2 separate regions of the Callithrix jacchus genome follow, and region 2 is linked to region 1. The links are chromatin contacts, called in public Hi-C maps. All regions are on one chromosome and are shown on one strand. Each heading gives the region's core, a stretch centred on a gene start, on an enhancer-like site or on the middle of the called end of the contact. The rest is flanking DNA. Distances are from core to core; before and after follow the strand shown.

What was found. Hi-C and Micro-C count contacts between places; a contact is called where the count stands out from the background.
Region 2: a contact with region 1 is called in a Hi-C map of skeletal muscle, with 9 times the contacts expected there. The contact joins two enhancer-like sites. A contact is called at or near these places in 3 of 3 Hi-C or Micro-C datasets (induced pluripotent stem cells and skeletal muscle).

What each region holds. Positions count from the first base shown.
Region 1 is chr8:19,703,023-19,706,654 of calJac240_pri, reverse strand. All of the region lies in intron 1 of LOC103795568 (a long non-coding RNA gene), which reads right to left. Among named protein-coding and RNA genes, the nearest start is that of ADPGK, 13 kb to the right of the region's middle. Within about 2 kb of position 1,369, at least 6 of the 16 cell types and tissues checked have an H3K27ac peak or open chromatin away from gene starts, as enhancers often do. A contact at or near this core is called in skeletal muscle, where this site is marked.
Region 2 is chr8:19,982,645-19,986,215 of calJac240_pri, reverse strand. The region is part of intron 1 of NEO1 (neogenin 1); the gene reads right to left. Among named protein-coding and RNA genes, the nearest start is that of NEO1, 24 kb to the right of the region's middle. Within about 2 kb of position 1,620, at least 2 of the 16 cell types and tissues checked have an H3K27ac peak or open chromatin away from gene starts, as enhancers often do. A contact at or near this core is called in skeletal muscle, where this site is marked.

The DNA.
Region 1 (3,632 bases), core at 120-2,619:
TCATCATTTAGTGGCACCTTCCTGTGGTCCCAGCTTCTCAGGAGGCTGAGGTGGGAGGATCGCTTGAGCCCAATAGGTGAGGCTGCAGTGAGCAGTGATTGCACCACTGCACTCCAGCCTGGGCAACAAAGTGAGACCCGTGTCTCAAAGAAAAAAAAAAGGTCATTTAACAAACCAGAAAAACAAACAAACAAACCAGAGACAACAAAGACCATGAGGAAGAGATTTGCCCAAGGTTAAGACACCTGTTGTAACAAATACGGCACCAATCCCCAACCCTCAAATGTGAGCTTCTGGACTGAATTCCTTGGCTATTGCACTTACACCATCAAGTAAGAAGTATTGAAATCACTTTTGTTTTGTTTTGTTTTGTTTCTGAGACGGAGTTTCGCTCTTGTTACCCAAGCTGGAGTGCAATGGCGAGATCTCGGCTCACTGCAACCTCCGCCTCCTGGGTTCAGGCAATTCTCCTGCCTCAGCCTCCTGAGTAGCTGGGATTACAGGCACGCGCCACCATGCCCAGCTAATTTTTGTATTTTTAGTAGAGACGGGGTTTCACCATGTTGACCAGGATGGTCTCGATCTCTTGACCTCGTGATCCACCCGCCTCAGCCTCCCAAAGTGCTGGGATTACAGGCTTGAGCCACCGAGCCCGGCCCTGAAATCACTTTTAATTGGACTTGACCATTTAGCCCATACAGATACATCCTAATTTAGAAGATGCTTTCCCACAAATATATACACACACAGGCTTACACATGCACAAACACCTGCAGGCATCCACAGGCCGCCGCTGACACGCTGCACAAACTCCCACACAGATCCAGAGCTCTCCTCCCCGCCTGGGACAGTCGTCTGCCCAGCGCCAAGCCTGCTCTGGGTTCCTTCATCTCAGCGGAGCTTAAGGTTGGGGATGGAGCAAGGCCCCTTCCTGCCGACCCTCGTCTGTACCACGCAGGGAGAAGAGGTGGCTCCCTCACTTATAAGCATTGGCCAAGTGTCAGAGTGGCTCTGGGGTGCGACGCTGAGGGGTTCGAGGCCGGGTAGGGAGGCCAAGCCCCATCCTCAAAGACCGCCCAGCGTGGAAGAGGCCCGCACGCGGGCGGAACCAGACCTGCTGGGGAGCCACGCCCCCCGAGTCCTGGAGTAGTCGGGGAAGGCTGCCCGGAGGCGGTCACCTCAGGGCTGAGGTTTGCAAGTTTAAAGTCTGGGAGCCTGGGAGGCGCACAGCGGCAGCTGGGCCGAAGGGTTCGGGTGGAACCACTGAGCCAGGGCCTCCTAGCACGGATCTGTTAAGTGGTTGGCGTTTTTGGTTTTGCGGAGAAAGAATCCCCCGGAATTCAAGGACCTCCCGGGCGCCGGACTTGACTCGCGGGCTGGGAACGGCGCAGCTCCAGGGTAGCCCGGGGTAGCCCCGGCGGTCCAGCTTCAGGGTGGCCCGGGGTACCCCGCGCTCGGGTATAGCCCATGCGGCCCCCGCCCCGCGCCGCGGCCGCTCTCGCGGTGGTTTCGTGGCGCCCCCTGCGGGCTCCGAGCCACTCTCCCCGCACTGCCACTCCGGGGAGGAGCCACTCCGGGAAGAGGCTGGCTGGCGGCTGCGCCAAGCCTGCGAGCCAGGCTGTCCCGTCTTCCGTCCCCAACAGCCCCCGAGGGTCGCTCCTGCAGGCCAGCCTTCGTTCTGTGCACCCCCGAGGGCGCCGCGTCCACGCATCCCCATCAGCATGACATTCCATCCCCATTCCGCAGATAGGGAAGCCGAGGTTCAGGGACGGAACCTCATGCATCCACGGCACGAAGAGGAATGTCTAGGATGCCGAGGTCCACCCTCACGCGTGCTAGTCTCTCTCCGCCTAGGTGGGTCCACAGACTCAATGGCTTGCGGTGCACCCCACGCATCCCCTCTTCTGGTTCTCTCTGGGCCACAGAGTCGCCTGGTTTGGCCTTCCAAGAGCAGTGTGGACAGGACTGCGTGTCGGTTGGGGTTACTCATCGACTTTACAGGAGGGAAATCTGACAACCACAGGGGAGCGCCCTGGGACCTGACAGTTTCACTTGCGGGGTCCATACAAGGAGACAGTTTGGAAACTGAGCAGAATTTGTAATGTGCGTGCTTATCCCTACTTGTTCATAATAGCAAAACTTGTGAATAGTCTGTCTACCGCTTGGTTAAATAAATGGTATTCTATGCAGCCATGAAAAATCATTTTGGGTAAAAATTTTCCATATGTTAAAGACGCCATTCTATTTAAGCAAATAAGCAGGTTACAGTGCAGCATGTATAATAACAAGGTCCATTTCTGTGAAGATGCATGTGTGTGCACACGGTTTTTTAAAAACTCCAAAGATATACATCAAAAACTTGAATATCAAGATTGAGGGTGATTATAAAATTAGTATTTGGGCTGGCCGCAGTGGCTCACGCCTGTAATCCCAGCACTTTGGGAGGCCCAGGCGGGTGGATCACATGAAGTCAGGAGTTTGAGACCAGCCTGGCCAACACGGTGAAACCCTGTCTCTACTAAAAATACAAAAATTAGTCGGGTGTGGTGGCACATGCCTATAATCCTATTACACAATGAATATATATTGCTTTATTGTTTTGTTTTGACAAGATCTCACTCTGTCACACAGGCTGATCAAGTGCAGTAGCATGATCAAGCTCACTGCAGCCTTGACCTCCCAGGCTCAAGTGATCCTCCCACCTCAGCCTCCTAAGTAACTGGGACAGCTAATTTTTGTAATTTTTGTAGAAACAAACTTTTGCCATGTTGCCCAGTTTGGTCTCCAACTCCTGAGCTTAAGCAATACTCCCATTTTGGAATTAGAAAGGTGGAAGGGATTAAAAGTGCTGGGATTACAATCATAAGCCACCATGCCCAGCAAGTATTCTTTTCCCTTAGGCAGAAAAGCTTCAGTATTCACTTGCACACTACAGAAGGAAACGAGAGGCTGAAAGGGCTGGATCAAGGAAGTAGGGAAGGGAATTTCTGGGGGCATTTCCTTTCCCCTAATCCCAGAATAGCCACAGAAATCAGGGTCACCGAGAGATACTGCTTCTGAATAATATGACGGTGATGGTAAATTTTCGAGAATGCTGATTATAACAGAGTTTGCAACACGACCAAACTGGTGGATCATAAATTGGACACACATCAGGAACGCTAGAAGAAAAATTGCTACTCGGTATCTACTCAAGTTGTAATGGGGAGAGGAATAAACTGATACGCCAGATTTTTGTTGCAGAGAGCTGGGAAACTTGCAGTAAGTAACTAGCTCCGTTCAAACTGACTGAAGCACACAGATGGAGCCCTGAAATCCACAGCACCATTGAAGAGGCAGCAGAATTTATCTACTCCAGCCCAGGTGTTAGGCTGCTTGTGGTAGAGAGTGAACCCATCGTGCTGATGGATTTGGTCGTGACAGAGCAGGCTGTTAGGAAGGAGCAGGTCCCCAGATTCTCCCAGGGAAGGAGACAACATGGAAACTACGTGTTAGGCTTTTCCTTCTGAAACTTGGCAAAGTAGAATTTGCTGAAAAGTAAGCAGTACAGTCTGTTTTTAATTTCGTTTCTCAGGAAAACCCAGCTAACTCTCATCATGACTGTTTATTCTTGTTGCTTTTGGGAAATTAAC
Region 2 (3,571 bases), core at 371-2,870, 280 kb before region 1:
ATTGCTCTTAGGCCAGGTGCAGTGGCTCACGCCTCTAATCCCAGCACTTTGGGAAGTCAAGGTGGGTGGATCACCTGAGGTCAGGAGTTTGAGACCAGCCTGGCCAACATGGCGAAACCCCGTCTCTACTAAAAATACAAAAATTATCCAGGCATGGTGGCACACATTTGTAATCCCAGCAACTAGGGAGGCTGAGGCAGGAGAATCGCTGGAACCTGGGAGGCAGAGGCTGCAGTGAGCTGAGATCATACCACTACATTCCAGCCTGGGTGATAGAGAGAGATCCGTCTCTAAATAAATAAATAATTTTTAAAAATTGCTGTGTTATTCTAAGGTATCACCTATCCTACTGTTTTCCAATTAATAATCATAGAATATGTTTCTGAACTTTTTCTGAACTCAGTTCTTCCACAGAAAATGCCTTACCTTCTACAATATTCCCTGGAGAGAAGGACCTAAGAAAACATAGCTGCCTTAGAAACCAAAAGATGATCCTTCTAAATCCTTCAAGAGGAACAGCAATGTTGTGGGAAAGACGAGAGGTAGAGATAAGAAAACAAGGTGCCCCAAGCAGTGGCAAAATAAATGTGAGAGAGATCAGGCTTGCTTCCAGAGAAAAAAACACTTAGCAAAACAGAGGGACTGCTTTGGGGTGTGAGGAGATGGTGGGGAGAACATGCTGAGGTTGAAGGAGTTGGAAACACAAAATGAGAATAAAGTTACTTATGCTTTGCACTGTACAAGATCCCAAGCCTTCTCCAAATGCCACAGCCCTCAGAGATCCTCCCATGCTTACTGTCAGTACCTTCAATTTATCTATATAACCAATACTTACTGAAAATCAGCTATAGGCCTGGCACTATTCTAGACACTGGAAAAACAGTAAGTAGCATTCACTTAGCACAAAGGACAGGAATATGACATTGTTACTTAACTTCTTTAGGTCCTTCAATCTCCAATCAGATTGTAAACCTTTTGAAGGTAAGTACCTAAAAACACACACCTTGAGAGCAGGGTAAAAATTACATACTAAATGTCATTTTCTTCACAGCCTTTGTGTATCTAAATATATCACGAAATCTATTCATGCCCCATATTACTATTAATAAAAATGAAAATATTCATCATGGCTGTTTGCAGGCAATGTAATACCATCATAAATAAAAAGCAGACAAAAGGGAGAGCTGAAATGCACCTTAATTCTTGGTCCTCGGTATTTCCACTAATCCCACTAGAAACATCAGTTCACCATCTCCCTCCCCATATTTCTATTACCTCCTTCCATACTCAAGTATTCCCTAAACTATTGCAAAGAGAAGACATTCACTTAATACCTGGTGAACTTTGTGCTAGAGCTTAGAAAAAAGGCAATTCAAAACAGACAAAAATAGGCTACAACTTATGAAAGAATGTGGCATACTCTTTAATAAGAATGAGCTGCTCACAGCTCAAGTAAAGTACAACCTCCCTGGAAAAGAAAGGAAGGAAGGGGTTGAAGCAGATGATCTTGGGGGTCTTCTTCCAGTTAAAAAAAAATTCTAGGATTCATAAATTCTGACAAGCACACACACACAAGTAATTTCACAATAGGTCAACACTATTCTACTCAACTGATTGGGCAGAATTCCCTAGTTGGTGACATGGCGTCCTATGATACAAAAGAAACCACCAACAGGCTCAATCTTCACATGGCCAGTGTTTACACTGACACCCTTTCAGTGTCTCTATCAAATGGACAATAATTATCAAAATGTACTTCCAGACACAGAGTTTCCCCAAGTCCAATCTGTTCTCACTTTTAGAATAGTAAATGAAAGTGCATGTCTGCCTGATGATGGATCATTAGCATTTTTTCATTTTATAAAGTTGGCATATATAAAAGTGCACCACTCATCCGGCATTTAATCATATACTGCTTTTAGACATACTGATTCTTATTATGTTGTCTCAAGTTACATTAGACAAGTTCCTTAAGGGCAAAAGCTGTGCCTTATACAACTCTGTACCTGACATAACACAGTATCAAGCAAACACAGGCACCAAAAGCAAAACGAAACACCACCATCACATCACACCCTCCTCTCTGTCCCTTTCCTACCCCCACAAAAATCCCTGCTAGATAAATGGCTGCTGGACTTTACTTAACTTTGGACTCCTAGAAGGCTGGAATTGTTTATCATATTCACTTACTTCTTTGTATGGTCTAAAGCATAATCAGCTATGTCAGAGGAACTTAAATAGTTGCTCTGAATCTAGGCCTCACTTTTTTCATCTATAAAAGCAGAAAGATAAATTAAATGATTCCTCCTATGACTTTGTAATTTTGAAATAGTCTTTCATTCAAAAACAAAATATTTCTGGAGACATATTATATGTCAGGCACCGTGTTAGGTTCTAAGGATACGAAGATAAAAGTATGGCCATTACCTAGAAGAACATGTTCTCATGATCATAATTTGAATTTCTCCATCTGGTTTCTGCACCCTGACCCTGGTTGTGGTCTACCCTGGTCATAGGGTGCCAGCACTTCTTATGCTTGCAAAGCAAGCAGTGTGAGCGATGTCAAGGAGAGGAAGGAGGCCAGGGACTCCTGAGGCTGTGGGTAAGACTGACAGGAGGGGAGAGTCATGCTGGAGAGGGGTGAGACAGGTGTGAAAAGTGGGCACACAGAGAAGAGCTTTCCCCCTCCCATAAAAGGCCATGTGTCTATACTACTTCCAACATGAGGAAATAATTCTATCTGCCTGGAACTGTTAATTGTGTCCATAATCTAACACAAGGGTATCCTCACACATAGAAAACCCATTTGATTACACTGTATATTATTATACATAAGTCACTTCTGACAGCTCCGAATGAGCCACAAAGCATAAGAAACATGCAAATGAACACTTCATTTTAGCCATTAGTTTATGTACATTAGTTTCTCTTCTCCTTATCTTACTCATGAGTTTAGAGCAACAAAATGGCCAGAGAGATTAGAAAGGAGTGAAAAAACAAGGTGACTGCCTAATCTTGAGATAAATAAACTAGATAAATAGCCTCTGAATAACCAGAAATTGGTTATAAAAGTCTCCATTTTCAGACAGAAGACGTTTTTAGAGATGGATGTCTAAAACTGAATTACCCTGCAGTACAATTCTGATTACATTTACAATGTACCTGAACTATGCCTGGGCTGAATCCCGTAATCTGTTTAGACATGACTTGAGTCCTCAAATGAGTAAAATCTGCTGTGTAAATCAGGTACTTAATTAAAGAAAAAGCTTAGTAGGCTGCAGGGAGAGATTTGTTGAAATGATGAATTAAACACTGTTATAGTAAGAGACCTCCTTCACTTATACTTATTAATTCTATCATTAGTCCACAAAATTCAAGTCAGATAAAAGTAGCTACTGTTTAAGCATTTTTCATTTAAGATTCTAGATTAGGGTAAATATTTACTGGGAATCTACAATCTCCAATGGGTTCACTGACCCCTGGCAGATGAGGGGGAAATGGCACAGAAAACAATACTATTTGCATATACTTTACAATCCTGTTAAATTTCCTAGTGTGGTACATTCTCATA